5 separate regions of the Mus musculus genome follow, and regions 1, 2, 3 and 4 are each linked to region 5. A link is a contact called in public ChIA-PET and promoter capture Hi-C data. All regions are on one chromosome and are shown on one strand. Each heading gives the region's core, a stretch centred on a gene start, on an enhancer-like site or on the middle of the called end of the contact. The rest is flanking DNA. Distances are from core to core; before and after follow the strand shown. Region 1 holds the start of Aspg (asparaginase). Region 2 holds the start of Btbd6 (BTB (POZ) domain containing 6). Region 3 overlaps Kif26a (kinesin family member 26A). Region 4 holds the start of Nudt14 (nudix (nucleoside diphosphate linked moiety X)-type motif 14). Region 5 holds the start of Inf2 (inverted formin, FH2 and WH2 domain containing).

Region 1 (2,700 bases), core at 141-2,640, 480 kb before region 5:
GAGTGCTCTTGTGTTTTAAGTTAGAGCTTCTATTGCTGTGAGAAACACCATGCCCTAAGGTAACTAGGGAGGAAAGGGTTAATTTGGCTTATGCTTCCACAACTTAGACTGCCACAAGGCAGGATCCTGGAGGCAGGAACTGACGCAGAAGCTATGGAGGAGTGCTGCTTACAGGCTTGCTCCTCATGGCTTTCTCAACCTGCTTTCTTATGTACCCCCAGGACCTCCTGCCTAAGAGTGGTACTACCCACGGTGGGTGGCCCCTCCCACACCAGTTGTATGGAAGCCTTTTCTCAGTTGAGGTTCCCTCTTCCCAAATGACTAGCTTGTGTCAAGTTGGCAAATACCAGCCAGTGTTGTTCTAGCCTTAGACCTGGGTACCTGCTCATACTGCCTGACATGTTTGTCCCATTCTGCCCTGACTCTGTCACCATGGCAGCTCTACACGGAGACCTTGGTCACCTGTGGAAGCACTATCACCTTCTTTGTGCCCTGTTTACAGCCGCTACTGTCCCCACCATAGCATTTAACCCCTTGCCATCCTGTCTCTGGAGGGCAAACTCAAGAAGAACAAGAGCTGAGTTCCCTGAACAAGAACTTGACCGCTGACTCCTCCTGGTTCCTTCGTGGCTTTAGCTTCTGAGCTGGGATATCAGCAGAGATGGCCTGCTCCTAGTCAGACTTGGTATTCTGGGTTTGTAAGTCAAATTGTGTTAACAGGGTGGGGTCTGTCCTGGGTGACAGATCAGTATTGAAGGAGATGCACAAGGGGATAAGTAGGGTCTCCAGGGGTGCTATTATAGGTTGGATTTGGGTGTTCAAAAAACAGAGAGACTAAAGACATAGCAAAACATCATGTCCCCACCCCCACCCCCACCCCACGAGGTTCAATTAGGCTCTGAACCTGTGCCACTGAGATCTTTAACTCTCAACCTCTGGGCCTGAGCTCCCAGCAAGTAATCAGGGCAGGGGATCGCTGCCCACCATCCCTTTTGAGACAGCCCCACCTTTGCCTAAAGTAGTCTGGAGGGGACATTTCTGGGGAGGGGACATTTCTGGAGATGGTGCTCAGTTCCCTCTGAAGGGCTGGGTCTGCTCCAAGTTCAGGAACACAGTAGGTGTGCTATCTCTGCATCAGGATCTCCTAGCTCTTAAGACCCTGCTCCTGCATTTCCCTGCCCTCCTGGTGCCTCTAGATCACAAGTGAGACCGGACCCTCAGAGACTCAAGGAGTTTGTGGAGAGTGTCTAGACTGGGACTGGAGAGTGGCCCTGACTGGGCATTCTGGAGGTCCCTGGCCTGAGTTAGGTAAGGCAAACCCAGAAAACCCGCCCCTTTTTGAGGCCCCACCCTCCTATGGTCTCAGCCCATCCCTAGCAGACATTCTTCCTGCCCTTTACAAGAGTCCAAGTGTCCCGCTCTCTACTTTGAAGGTGACTCCTCCTCCACACCCCGAGGTCCAGCCTACCTTGGATCTTCAATTCCCACCAACCAGAGGAGCCCCAGACCTCCAGTAAGCCCCACCCTGCAGTCCCCTCCGCTTCCCGGTCTTGTTTTCCCTTTGGCTCTGTCCCCACTGAGGAGCCAGCTGTCTCAGCCATGGCGCGTGCTATGGGACCAGAGCGGCGGCTGCTGGCCATTTACACTGGCGGCACCATCGGCATGCGGAGCGAAGGCGGAGGTAAGTCTGTGTCCCCACGCCCTAAGCAGAACAACCTCAGGGCTGGGCCACTGGGAACTCTGGGGCTGTCTCTTGAAAGGGGAGAAAGGACCCTTTCTCCTCTGGGAGCTCTGGTGGCTGGAGCCCCGGCCCTAGAAAGGGTGAGGGGCAGAGTAAATGTTCCTGACCTGAAGTTATCTATCCCTGAAGCCATGAGACTCATGGGGGGAGGAGGGACCATGGAAGGCTGCTCTGTTCTGTGCCTGGGGCGCTGGGAAGGATGCTGGAACATTCCACACCTTCTAGCCTATGAAAGCCCTTAGGGTGAGCTAGCTTCCTCTGAGGGACTAACACTGCCTCAGGCAGAGCTGCTTGCCTGCTCTCTCCCTGCAGAGAACCTTTAGTTTTCCTAAACTGAGGGCCAAGCTGGTTGCTCAAGGAGCTTGGGCACCAGGGTCAGGGGCTTGGAAGTCTGTCCTCTGACACATTCTGCTGCCTCTGGTCGAGACAACCTGGGGAATGCCCCCCGGGGACACCCCACTAGCAGGTGAGGTCGTGGCCAATTTGCTTAGCCTTCACTGGACTGATGACAAAGCAACAGCACCCATTAAGAAGCTGAACGCTAGCGGGTCAGTTACTGCAGTGGGCACCGTGTGTGCTGTTGGGTTGTAGTGGGGCCACTCTCTGAGGGCTCCTTTGAGAACACAGGCTCCTGGAAGGAGTGGCTGCTGGGCTGAGGAAGAAGTGTGGCCAGACCAGGACGTGCAGTGTGAGGAAAGGAGAGAGGAACCCAGCACACAGCTTAGAGAGGAGGCTTCAGAACTGCCTAGAACAGGGACTGGCCCTATGCACCGGGACCTTGTCCCACCTGGACTCTTCCCCTCTCGGCTTGACACTTGGGCGACTTCAGTCCTGTTGAACCTAATTGGTGTGGCCCAAGCTAAGGGACCAGTGGACTCTGCGCACAGTCCCACCTGTGGTGACACTGTGCCTCGTGCCCCTTGGATGTCCCCGTGTGTGCTACAGTGGAAGAACATGAT
Region 2 (2,700 bases), core at 59-2,558, 390 kb after region 5:
AAACATAGTAACTTCAGACTGCAAAGAATCAATGCAGCAAAGGAGTCTGTCCAGTCAAGACAACCACAAAAAAGGGAGAAAGCATCTGTCCTAAAGACTGAGCTCAATGCAGTGAAGAAGCAGACTGATTGGAAAGTGGGCAAACGACTCATGGAGGTACTTCTTCCAAGAAGATATACAAATGACCAAGAAACACAGAAAGGTTGACATCAGCAATCAAGATTCCACCTCATATCCACTAGCATAGCCTCTATAAAACCCAGAACATTATAACAAGGTTTACCCAGGATGAGGGAAAAGAGCAGTGCACGCTGTGGAGGACTGATAAATAATACAAGCACGAACAAAGGCCATTGCAAAGTTTGCTCAAACAAGTAACTGTATCTGGACAGTGATGGTGCACTCAGGAGGCAGGCAGGCAGATCTGAGGCTAGCTCCAGGACAGTCAGCGCTACACAGAAAATCCCTGTCTCAAAACCTAAGGGGCGGGGGGAGCACGAAGCACTGGATATGACTCAGTGCTTAAGAGTGGTTATTGCTCTTGCTGAAGAGCCAGCACCCATCTACCCACAGCTCACAGCTCACAACCATCTGTATCTCTAGTCTTAGGAGATCCAACAGCCTCTCCTGGCCTTTGCAAACACCAGGTACAGGCAAAACATCCACATCCATAAAATAAAAATGAGAAATCAAGAGCTACCATTTTATCCAATCATCTCACTTCTGGATAAAGACCCAAAGAATTGCAATTAGGATCTGGAAAGGATAAAATTGCCTCCCTATGGTCAGCACAACTGGGATATAGAGTTGATATATACACGGTTGGATAAACTGGCAAACAAAATGTAACCCATTGGAGTAGTCAACTTAGAAAGGAAGGTCTATGTAGAAAGTTTGAGGTCACCCTGTGGCACATGAGGTCTAGACTCATGACAGAAAAAGAAATTCCGACATAACAGGTGTACTGCCCTTGACTTTGTGCTCTGTTAAAGAAGCTGTACACAAAAAGGGAGATCAAGCCTTGCGTTAGAGACTCATTTCCTCCACGAAGAAAAGCTAGCTGGGTCAGGTGATTTTTCAAAGCCTGAGCTGTTGGAAAAAAAATCTCATTTCTGAGTGATAGAAGGTGCAACCACAACTCGCCCTTAAACCTGGGCACCCGGGCGGAGCTTCAACACCTCCCCCAGGGGCGGGGCCCTGGAACGAGGAGTCGCGTCTTGACGCACAGTGACGAGAGACGCCGGCGCCGCAGCAGTGGGTACGGGCGGGACGGCGCCCCCTGCGGCCGAGCCGCGGGCTCGGTGAGGGGTGTGGGGTGCGGGTGGGTAGCGGGCAGGGCCGGCGTGGCCCCATGCTGCTGCCGCTCGCCTGCCTGCATGGGCGGGTGGCGCAGTGCCTAACCTCCCTGCTGGTGCTCGCAGAGCCGTTTCCCAGGCCCCGTCGCGGCGCGAAGGCGCGCGGCGCAGCACCGACCAGTGCGGAGCCCGCCCCGGCAGTAGCGAAGATGGCCGCGGAACTGTACCCGCCCGCCAGTCCCTCTGCAGCTACTGCCACCGACATCGCCAACAGCAACGCGGCAGGCGCAGCCGAGAGCACGAAGGTCGGGCTTTGCTGCCCGCCCTGCCTGGCACCCGCCCCGCTGCCGCCCTTGCCCGCGCCGCCCTTGCCAGACAACAACAATCCCGAGAGCCCCAACTGGCAGTCCTTCCATCCTACGCTGCGCGAGAGGTGAGCCGCCGCCCGCCCCCGGGCTCTGGAGCCCGGGCGCGCGCCGTTCCAGCCCGTGTGCCTCTGCCCTTTGCAGGAATGCGCTCATGTTCAACAACGAGCTGATGGCTGACGTCCACTTCATCGTGGGGGCTCTGGGGGCTGCCAGGCGTGTGCCCGCCCACAAGGTGGGTAAGGGCGCAGCCCTGTCCCCTGGTGGGCCTGGCTAGGTGCGTCTCCCTGGACCTTGTTTACTGCCCTGTAGCTCAGGTGGTTTTCTTTCATCCACAGTATGTCTTGGCTGTCGGCAGCTCCGTCTTCTATGCCATGTTCTACGGGGATCTTGCGGAAGTGAAGTCAGAAATCCACATTCCCGATGTGGAGCCTGCTGCCTTCTTGGTCTTGCTAAAGTAAGTGCTGTGCGCTGGGTCTGGAAGGATGGGGTGGTTACCTTCCAATGGTCCCCTACCTGTTTGCTACAACCCCAGAGGTTGTGCAGGGGAGCCCTTGCAGCTCCCCAGGAGAGCCCCTGCCTTACGCAGGTACATGTACAGCGATGAGATCGACCTGGAGGCGGACACAGTGCTTGCCACTCTGTATGCTGCTAAGAAGTACATCGTGCCTGCCCTGGCCAAGGCCTGCGTCAACTTTCTGGAAACAAGTCTGGAAGCCAAAAATGCTTGTGTCCTGCTGTCCCAGAGCCGACTGTTTGAGGAGCCTGAACTGACCCAGAGATGCTGGGAAGTCATTGATGCACAAGCTGAAATGGCCCTGAGGTCTGAAGGCTTCTGTGAAATTGACCGGCAGACACTGGAGATCATTGTGACCAGGGAGGCCCTCAATACCAAGGAGGCTGTGGTCTTCGAGGCCGTCCTGAACTGGGCTGAGGCAGAATGTAAGAGACAGGGCCTCCCAGTCACTCCTCACAACAAGAGGCATGTTTTGGGAAGAGCCCTCTACCTGGTCCGAATTCCAACTATGACCTTAGAGGAG
Region 3 (2,700 bases), core at 88-2,587, 430 kb before region 5:
CCAGTAGATGCTCAGTCAAATCAGGCTCTGCTCCAAAGGACCCAGACCACAGATCATCAGCCTTACAGCGTGTACACTGACTCTTTCCTAGGCCAGTCTTCCGGACTAAGCAGTGGGGGTGAGGGAGTGGATCAGAGAAGAGGGCAGGCCAGGCTGGATTCTGAGGCATGTTTAGGACTGTTGTCCTATACACCTATACTTGCAGTTGATTAATGTTTGGTGCAGTGTCCGGTAAGCTCAGCTATGGATCTTTCAAGTCCTGGGGTACTGGGTGCTGCTGGGGACTAGGAAGGTGCTGGGCTGGCACTGGCTCAAAGCATGGGCTGGGCTTGGGGCTTTCACAGGCAGAGAGTGTCCCATCCCCTGTCTGGGATTTCGAAGCTGGGTCCTTCAGGGGCTGAGCAGGGTGAGGCTTTTGCTGTAAGGACGGTAACTGCCCTGCTGCGGTAAGGTCTCTGGGTACATGGTGGCTCGTTCTACAGAGGTACCACACCTGGTCTCAGGGCTGCATCCGTTGAGAGACCCTGGTAATATCTGAGCTCATCCCAGGGTCACCTGTGCCCTCTCAGCCTGGGGATCCCAGGCTTCTGTCATCTGGGACACAGGCCATATTGTCAAAGTGGAGAGGGTATTTTGGAGCTCTAGGGGCCTGGGGCTTTCTGGAAGAGACCAGCTGCCTGTCCTTTCCTGCTAGGGCTTGAGTCCCCTCTGCTCCCAGAGCCCGAGGGGCTAGTAAACAGCATGTGAAAGCTGTCCTGGGGACATTTAATTATATCTGTGCACCGTGCTGAGGCCTCTCCCTCTCTAGAATTTATTTTAGCTAATTAGTTGGAAATGCCAGAGTTGTATTTCAGATAGTGGAGTGTCATACGTTATCATATGGGGGGACAATTAGCTCTCATGCCAAATATTTATTGTGGTGCCTTGCGTAATTGTACCTTTGGGTGCTCCCAGATGGCCCAGGGATGAGGGCCAGAAGAGGTCTGTCTGCCTGACCTCTGCGGTCACTCCAGGACTTGAGAAAAGCTGTAGAGTCAGCCCCAGGTGGGGTCTGCATTTTCCTCCGTGGCTGGGGTAGACCTGTCACATGCCCTGAGCTGGGGACAGGAGTCCTGGTAGATTGCCTTGGAGGCTAGGCCTTTAGTGCAGGCTCCAGGTCTCTAGGCTGTGATTTCCAGTCACATAGGCAGGATTTTGCAAGTGAGGGTACTCAGCCTGGGGTGATGGGTCTGTCACCTGCCTGTTCCTCACGCGGATTTCTCCTTCCTCCAGGCTGAGGCAGCTGTAGCTGCGGTGGCTGTGGCCGACACTGTCCGAGACTGTGCTCCAGCAGCAGGCCCTGAACGTATGTCGAAGGCGTGGGGCCGAGGGGCAGCATGCACTACAGCCCTGGTTACCCCAGCCCCAGGCACCTCAGCAGGGGGTTCCACAGGCCCGTCTGCAGCGGCCTCTTTCTTTATAAGGTAGGTCCTCTGGGGTCACACAAGCTGCAGCATGTTGTTGGAGAATGGAGGCCTTGATCTGTCTGTTCTTGGGAGAAAGAACTGTGGCTCAGTTGATGGAAGAGTGGGAGCTTCGAGAATCCCGGCTGGCCTCCTGGGACACTTTTCAAGGGTACCTGTCTAGGGCCCACAGTTTGGGTGCATAGATGTGAAGAGGCTGGGGTTTGACTCCTCCCCTCCCGGATGCCTGTCTTGAGGTTGTAAGATGGTGTGGTTGTGGTCGTCTGGCCAGAGGGAAAGAAGTACTTCAGGGTGAGAACAGGACCCCCTCTTCCTGAGTTTGGCCAGCGGGTGGGTGGGGGAGCCTGGCCAGTGCATGGGTTGGAGAGAGTTTCCCTGGCTCCAAGGCAAAGCCTCTGGTTCTGCAGACCCAAGGCTGGAGTCCTACCCTCATCCACAGCCTGAGGGAACAGGGATTACAGGATGTAATCGCCATAATGAGAGGTAATGGCAGCCAGCTGGGGGTCACTGTCCCATTAGCAGCCCGAATGGGCGCTGATAAGCTTGTCTGTATCACGCTGGGCAGTGTGCAGAGGCTGTCTTATCAGCCCTGGTCCGGGGGGACTTGAGGGCCTGATGGGGGGCGTGACGGGGCATGTGATTAGGGCATTGTCAGGGCTGGCTGATGAATGCTACAGTGCAGTGCGCACGACCTCCTGTGACTGATGTGGCCTCAGCAACCAACCCAGCCAGATGCAGACAAGCTGCCTAGATGGGGACAGCCTGTCTGGGAACCTCCCTGTGCCAGCAGCAGTCAGGGTAGGGTCTAGGGGGCTGGGCACGAGGGGCTGATATCTGGCCATGTCCTTATCCTGCTCAGTCCTGATTTCAAGGGCCTTTGCTTTGAGGATTTGGTGGCCGGTGTGTAGCTACACTCCTGGCTTGGTACTAGGTAGGAGGTTTTGAAATGCTCAAATCTATTGAAAAGTGTTTACATGGTTGTAGGTCCTGAGTCTGGGTACCACCTGGCACCCTGATTCTGAGGTGCCTGAGGAAGGTCTTGACACAGCGTGTGTGGTATGTGTGGCCCCCTCTCACTGGCTCATTAGCCACCCTGCCCGGCTGCAGGCAGCAGCTGCTGACTGCCTTTTGTCTCATCCCAGGCTGTGGAGGTTCCTCTGCCTGAGCAACACCCTGACCTTGGAAAGTTACCATAGAAACAAAGAAACAAGTGGACTTGGGTGGGGGCTGGAGGCAG
Region 4 (2,700 bases), core at 179-2,678, 350 kb after region 5:
ACCATGGCAAACCCAGCCCAGCCCAGTATCCTTCAGTTCCCGAGGAAATGCTGCCTACCCTCCACCCCAACCCCCACCCCCCTCCCAGCTATGACTATGGCTATGGCGGGCCGCTGCCTGCTCAACTGAGCTCTGGTTACCAATGCCATCAGCGGAAATGTGCTGGTGGGATGCCAGCCAAAGCTGTAAAGCCACCCCACAGCACTTCCCAGGAAGTGAGGGCGAACGAACCAGCCTGGACCGTCCACAGCCCACCAGAACCCCAGGTCCTGGGTATGAAAGAGCCACATGGCTACCCCATGTCACCAGCCGAGGAAAGGGAAAAGAAGTGTGATCCCCCACACACACCCCGTGTCTCTACCCTTTGTTCCTCAACTGAACCCAGTTGCTCCCTCAAGCCTGTATTACCTCACTGCACTCTGGGAGAAGAATTCCCTAGCCTAGTGGGTAGGTGGAAAGGACCTCCACACAGCAGACACACCAGAGGCAAGGGAATTTGCAGGCTGGAGGCCACAACACTGGTGAGAGAAATGGAGTGGGAGAGCTGGGCAAACGCCAAGCCCTGGGCGGTCTGATCTAAGCTGAAACCCAGTCAGGGCTACATTGATCAGGTCAGGAAAATTGTGTATCAGACAGCATAGAGAATGGAAATGGGCAACGTGCCAGGGGCCTACTAGACAGGGCCATGCAGGGTAGAGGAGAAGGAAGACCATGGGGTAAGACGAAAGAGAAGAGGCAGCAAGTAGGTTCAACAAATGTTTTCTGTGTGCCTACTAGGTGCCCAACGGTGTCATGTGAGATAGCTATGTATGGCCCTGTTGTTCTGGGAGACAGACACCTGGGAGCTGCGAAAGACTGAGTTGAAGAGGTTTCTTCGTGACAGCAGACTTTCTGTTAAGGCTTGAAGGAGGAGCTAGAAAGAAGGCGCAAGGAGGGTATCTGCAATTGTGGGGTTCCCCAAGAGTTCTTCCTGCCCTGATCCAAGAGTTTTCCTGCCCTGATACCCAGAGTAATCAATGGGTCTAACTGCATAAAAGTATCGATGGGCGGTCAGAAATGGAGGGCCAGTCAAATCTTCCTCAGGAAAGAGCGATTCTCTTTGCATGTCCTTCCTTGGCCATTCCGGGTTGACCGACTGGCCGTCAGGACTGCAGGAGGGCGGAGCTCAAGCTCTGAGAATCCGCTCAGGGCGGAGTCGTGAGCTCGGGGGGCGGGGCCGGGGCCGCAACGCGGGGGGCGGGGGGAGAGCGCGGAGACACGCGAGTGGGGCGGATCACCTGGCGGTAGTGCAGCGTGAAAGGCCGCAGGTAGGGCGAATGGGCACAGAGGCCCACGGCCACCCCGTCGATGCGCTCCATGGTGGCGCAGAGCAGATTCTTCCGCGGATCGAAGCCGGCGGGCGCGTCTACGCACTTCTGGGCATGCCCAGTTCACACGCGGGGCGGGCCGGGGGGCGGGGCGGAGGGCGGGCCACAGAGTCCAGGTAGCACCTGCGGGAGTGCTGCGCGCGAGGGAGGCGCTTTCAGACAAGTCCCCAAGCCAGCATAAAGGGGAAGCGAACTGAGTAGGGTGGAGAGGGCTTCGTAGTATATGAAGCCTCCAACGGGTGGAAATCAGAGGGGATCACCGGGGTAGGTCAGCTGAGCGGGAGTCTGTTTGGCCGGGGTTAGCAACAAACTCACCCCCTTCCCAAGTCTGGGGAGCCAGGGCCCCCACTGAAGCGTACAGAAGGGGAGAATAGAAGACAAATCTGAAGAGAAAAGGCTGGTGAAGGAAGGCCCCGGGAAGAGCACTAGCCACACAGAGGCTGACCTGACCCTGTTTGAGAGAAAGTGCGACTTCCTGTCTCTGTTCTTCACAAAGGCCATGTTGCTGCACACATTTCACAACAGCTGTTCAGGGCCCCAGATCTGCTCCATCACTATGTCAATCCAGATGCATCCAAAGTTCCAGGCCACTCTAGATTCAAGGAGAGAGGACTTCACTATATGGGACACATGGTTCACAGAGAGCCATTCTTAAAGACTACACACACACACACACACACACACACACATACACACACACACACACACACATCCCTCTCCTAAAGTACTGAACTTTCCAGGCTTTGGCCTGGCCACCTAGTGTCCTGGAGGTCAGAGTGACTATCAACCAAGAGCTCCTCTAGTCCCCGAAACCAAAGCCCTCAGGTGTCTTCCTTTATTTCAGAGGCCTCCTGGCAGACTTTCTCCCTAGAGTGTGTGTAGACAATAGGGACCAGTCACAGAGTTCTCACTGCTATAACCAGTAGTTCAGGCAAAGGAAGATGTTAAAGGGCCCAGTGTCACTGGCCGGGGGCTACCTGTGCTCACTGGGCCTGCCTGAGAGGAAAACAGAAAGCCCCCACAACTCTACAGATCATTGTAGGGGGAAAGTCACATTTGAATGTTAGTATAAACTGAGGTGAGTAGAGTTTCTGGGATCCCTGGGCCACAGGAAAGGGCTACCTGTGTGCAGGAGCAAGAAATATGTCTGTCCAAGGGGCTTTGGCCAGGGCCCAGAGTGGTACTGTTAGATAGCTGATCATTGTCCCCATGGGAGCAATGCAGGAGCCTGGATGGAGAGGGGTTTGTCAAAAGTGGGTGGGGTGAGGTGGGAAGGCACCATGCTGCCAATGCCCAAGACTTAGAGAAACCATCTCTGTGTTCGGCAAGCCGT
Region 5 (2,700 bases), core at 109-2,608:
TAGCTACTCTGCCCGCTTCATCCTGCTCTGGCCTCTCATGGCTTGGCCTGACCCTGAGGAACAGCTCCAACAGGGCCGCACCTCCCTCAGGGCCACTGCAGAAGAACCTGGAAAGATGACACAGTTCCCAAACACAGCCACTGCGGTCTCATGGGGGGATGAGGGAATGAGGGATGGTGACAGGCTGAGGCCAACAGTCCTCCAGGCTGGGGCCATAGTCACATTCCTCCTTTTGGGTAAATAAACACACCCTCTGACCAAAGGCCCAGGACAGAGTGAGTAAACCTTGCTGACCCCTTCCCAGAAGGAGCCACCAGACCTAGGTGATGTTGGGTAACCAGAATTGCAGCCCAGACAGAAGGTCTCTGTGCTGAGCGTTAGTGGGGCTGAGTGGCTCATTTGGTGGCTGCAGGGACTGTGCATTCTAAGAACAGCTGAGTCCCACTACAGGAACGGCCAAGACTTACATCCCAGGCTGGGCAGTGTCCAAGAGCCAGTCAGCACCTGCCTTGGCGGTGCACACCAAGCACTTTGGGGCCATCCCAACACTGGCTAGCTATCAAAGGTTGCTTTTGGCCCTGCGCTTGAGATGATAGGGCCGAGCAGGGGGCACAGAATACTGAGATGGACATTTACAGGCAGCCAAGGCTGTGCTTAATCCCATGTGGCAGAAGAGCACATAAACCCCCAAGCATGATGCTGTGTCCAGGATAGAATGGCTACAGGAGATCCAGAGCCCTTCACTCTGCCCACCCGCCACATGCCCTCCACCCAGCTTGGAAGATTCAAGGCTCAAGTAAGTGGAGACCCTTTATTCACGTTCATAAACCTTTTAAAGGTACAACTTCAAGCTGGAGAAACTGAGGGCGCACAGCCCAGGCTAGGGCCAGGGAGAGCACTTCAGCAGGTCCTCAGGACAGAGCTAGAAACTGGAAATAGCTACCTCCAGTGAAAAAAGGATGAAGGTAGGGACATCGGAGGACTCTCAAGATCAGCAGCCTACAGCAGGGCTCCCGTGTGGGAGGCAGAGCTGGACCAGAGGTGGTGGAGAACCTGACCAACTCGTGAGTCCACCAGATGGCCAGCGTAGGGGAGAGATAAGGAACGTGCTAGGGAGCCTGGGCGGGAACTGACAGTGAGGTCGGAGGCAAAAGGGCCATTCCCAGCAGGTCTCTAGAGAGTCCCGGAATGTCCCATTCCTTTTCATCTCTCCGCCCCCGCAGAGATGCCAGACCCGGGTGGGCAGGGCTTCCTTGGAGACCCCACCCCGCCCCGCCCCGGGCAGCACCGCCCCCCACGTGGCCGCCGCCGGGTGGGGCCGCACCTCCCCTTCCTCCCTCCAGCCCCGCCCGGCCCGCGAGCGCGGTTAGACTGTGCGGAAAGCAGCCGCGAGGCCGCCGCCCGCAGCCCCAGACGCTCCGGCGCCGGGACACAGCACTCTGCACCATCTCTCGGCTGTACCCCCACCCGGTAAGTCCGCGGCTTCGGGCTAGCCTGGAACGCAGAGGGAAACCGAGTCTGGGGGCAGTGAGGGAAATGGTTGGGGTTGAGGAGCGGACTGCCGCGTGTGCACCAAGGTGGCCAAGAACCTGGTCCCGCGCTCTTGGCCCTCGACTACGGGCTGATATGGAGATGATGCTCACTGCTCATAGGGTGTTTGCTCCGGGTCGGACTGGAGGAGTTCCCCCACCTTGCGGCTACCACATCCTGACCATGAATCAGCCACAGTTGAGAAAATAAACTTCAACTGGAGGTCCGCCTCCGGGATAGCACAGGGCGAGCTTGCGGCCCCGCCCTGACAGCTAGCTTCTAAAGATGCCCGCCGCCGGTGGGCTAAGGCAGACCTGAGAGAGTGACACAGCTCTGTTTCTTGTGGCTACCCCTGTCTACCCTCCTCCTGGGCAAGGACGCTGGGAATGAAGGTGATCTTAGCAGAAAGCCCAACTATGCTTTGGTGGACTCCCTAGAGGACTATGGGATGGAGAGCCGTCTATGGGCCCGTGTGTCCCGTCTTCTAACCGCTCAGTGCCCGGTGGCACACGGTGACAGGTTGGACACACCAGGAGTCAGCGGCAAAAATGACCCTGCTCCTTCCTGCCTTGGGCTCCAGGTCAGTGCACCCACTCTAAAGCTTGCACGCCCGGGTCGAAGCCAGAGTTGGGAAGTCCCTCCTTACCCGTCCTCTCTGGGCCTCAATTCCTTCTCTAAACTTGAAGGGTGAGGAGAGTGTCTCAGACTGTATCCCTTCAGGGTGTCACCCAGGGCAGGGGGCATTTGGGAAGCAGACACTGTAACCCCTAGAGCAAAAAAAAAAAAAAAAAAAAAAAAAAGGTGTTTGTTCCAAGGCTGGAGACTAAGGCTTCTCCCTGTCCCAACCCATTGGTTGGGGAGCAGCTGTGCAAGTTGACCTAGCTGGGGGTCCCCCTAGGACCAGGTAGGAGTTGCCCTGCCTGGCTCTGCCTTCCTACCTTTTCCTGGCGGTCTCTAAGCTTCCCTCCCTGGTACCCAAGCAGGCTGTTGGCAAGGGTTCTGCTCCTGAGGGGTTAACCTCCAGCTGAGGCCCCTCATTTTGTGGGGGTGCTGATGGCTGTCTAGCTAATTGCACCCATCTCGCTGTGCTGAGACCTGAAAGCACCTACCTTAAATAGACTCGTTCACCTTCTACCAAAGTGCACTTGTTACAGGGGAAAGTTTTCAGGC

What was found. Promoter capture Hi-C pulls out the DNA fragments that hold promoters and counts their contacts. ChIA-PET counts read pairs in DNA pulled down with a chosen protein or histone mark.
Region 1: a promoter capture Hi-C map of liver shows a contact between it and region 5, with 7 times the contacts expected there. The contact joins the promoter of Aspg here to the promoter of Inf2 in region 5. A contact is called at or near these places in 11 of 39 promoter capture datasets (3T3-L1-derived adipocytes, cranial neural crest, embryonic stem cells and 5 more), 1 of 484 Hi-C or Micro-C datasets (liver), 6 of 115 datasets of contacts at active chromatin or transcription factors (embryonic basal ganglia, embryonic hindbrain, embryonic stem cells and 2 more) and 3 of 9 other capture datasets (embryonic stem cells, liver and pancreatic islet).
Region 2: a promoter capture Hi-C map of neural stem cells shows a contact between it and region 5. The contact joins the promoter of Btbd6 here to the promoter of Inf2 in region 5. A contact is called at or near these places in 1 of 39 promoter capture datasets (neural stem cells) and 1 of 9 other capture datasets (adipose tissue).
Region 3: a promoter capture Hi-C map of cranial neural crest shows a contact between it and region 5. The contact joins the enhancer-like site here to the promoter of Inf2 in region 5. A contact is called at or near these places in 2 of 39 promoter capture datasets (cranial neural crest and neural stem cells), 6 of 115 datasets of contacts at active chromatin or transcription factors (embryonic basal ganglia, embryonic forebrain, embryonic stem cells and 2 more) and 1 of 9 other capture datasets (adipose tissue).
Region 4: a contact with region 5 is called in an RNA polymerase II ChIA-PET map of memory CD8 T cells, with 11 read pairs. The contact joins the promoter of Nudt14 here to the promoter of Inf2 in region 5. A contact is called at or near these places in 2 of 115 datasets of contacts at active chromatin or transcription factors (memory CD8 T cells and pancreatic cancer cells).

Annotation. Positions count from the first base shown.
Region 1 is chr12:112,105,293-112,107,992 of GRCm38.p6, forward strand. It overlaps Aspg (asparaginase), which reads left to right and starts at 1,391. Exons shown (of 15, transcript NM_001081169.1): 1 at 1,391-1,681. The coding sequence starts at 1,600.
Region 2 is chr12:112,975,255-112,977,954 of GRCm38.p6, forward strand. It overlaps Btbd6 (BTB (POZ) domain containing 6), which reads left to right and starts at 1,309. Exons shown (of 4, transcript NM_201646.2): 1 at 1,309-1,728; 2 at 1,805-1,895; 3 at 1,999-2,117; 4 at 2,250-2,700. The coding sequence starts at 1,352. The region is part of intron 5 of Brf1 (BRF1, RNA polymerase III transcription initiation factor 90 kDa subunit); the gene reads right to left.
Region 3 is chr12:112,162,079-112,164,778 of GRCm38.p6, forward strand. It overlaps Kif26a (kinesin family member 26A), which reads left to right. Exons shown (of 16, transcript NM_001097621.1): 4 at 1,273-1,463. Among named protein-coding and RNA genes, the nearest start is that of Kif26a, 17 kb to the left of the region's middle. Within about 2 kb of position 1,338, at least 44 of the 459 cell types and tissues checked have an H3K27ac peak or open chromatin away from gene starts, as enhancers often do. A contact at or near this core is called in embryonic forebrain, embryonic stem cells and neural stem cells, where this site is marked.
Region 4 is chr12:112,940,714-112,943,413 of GRCm38.p6, forward strand. Nudt14 (nudix (nucleoside diphosphate linked moiety X)-type motif 14) reads right to left here and starts at 1,429. Exons shown (of 5, transcript NM_025399.4): 1 at 1,278-1,429. The coding sequence starts at 1,358.
Region 5 is chr12:112,587,426-112,590,125 of GRCm38.p6, forward strand. Inf2 (inverted formin, FH2 and WH2 domain containing) reads left to right here and starts at 1,359. Exons shown (of 23, transcript NM_198411.2): 1 at 1,359-1,470.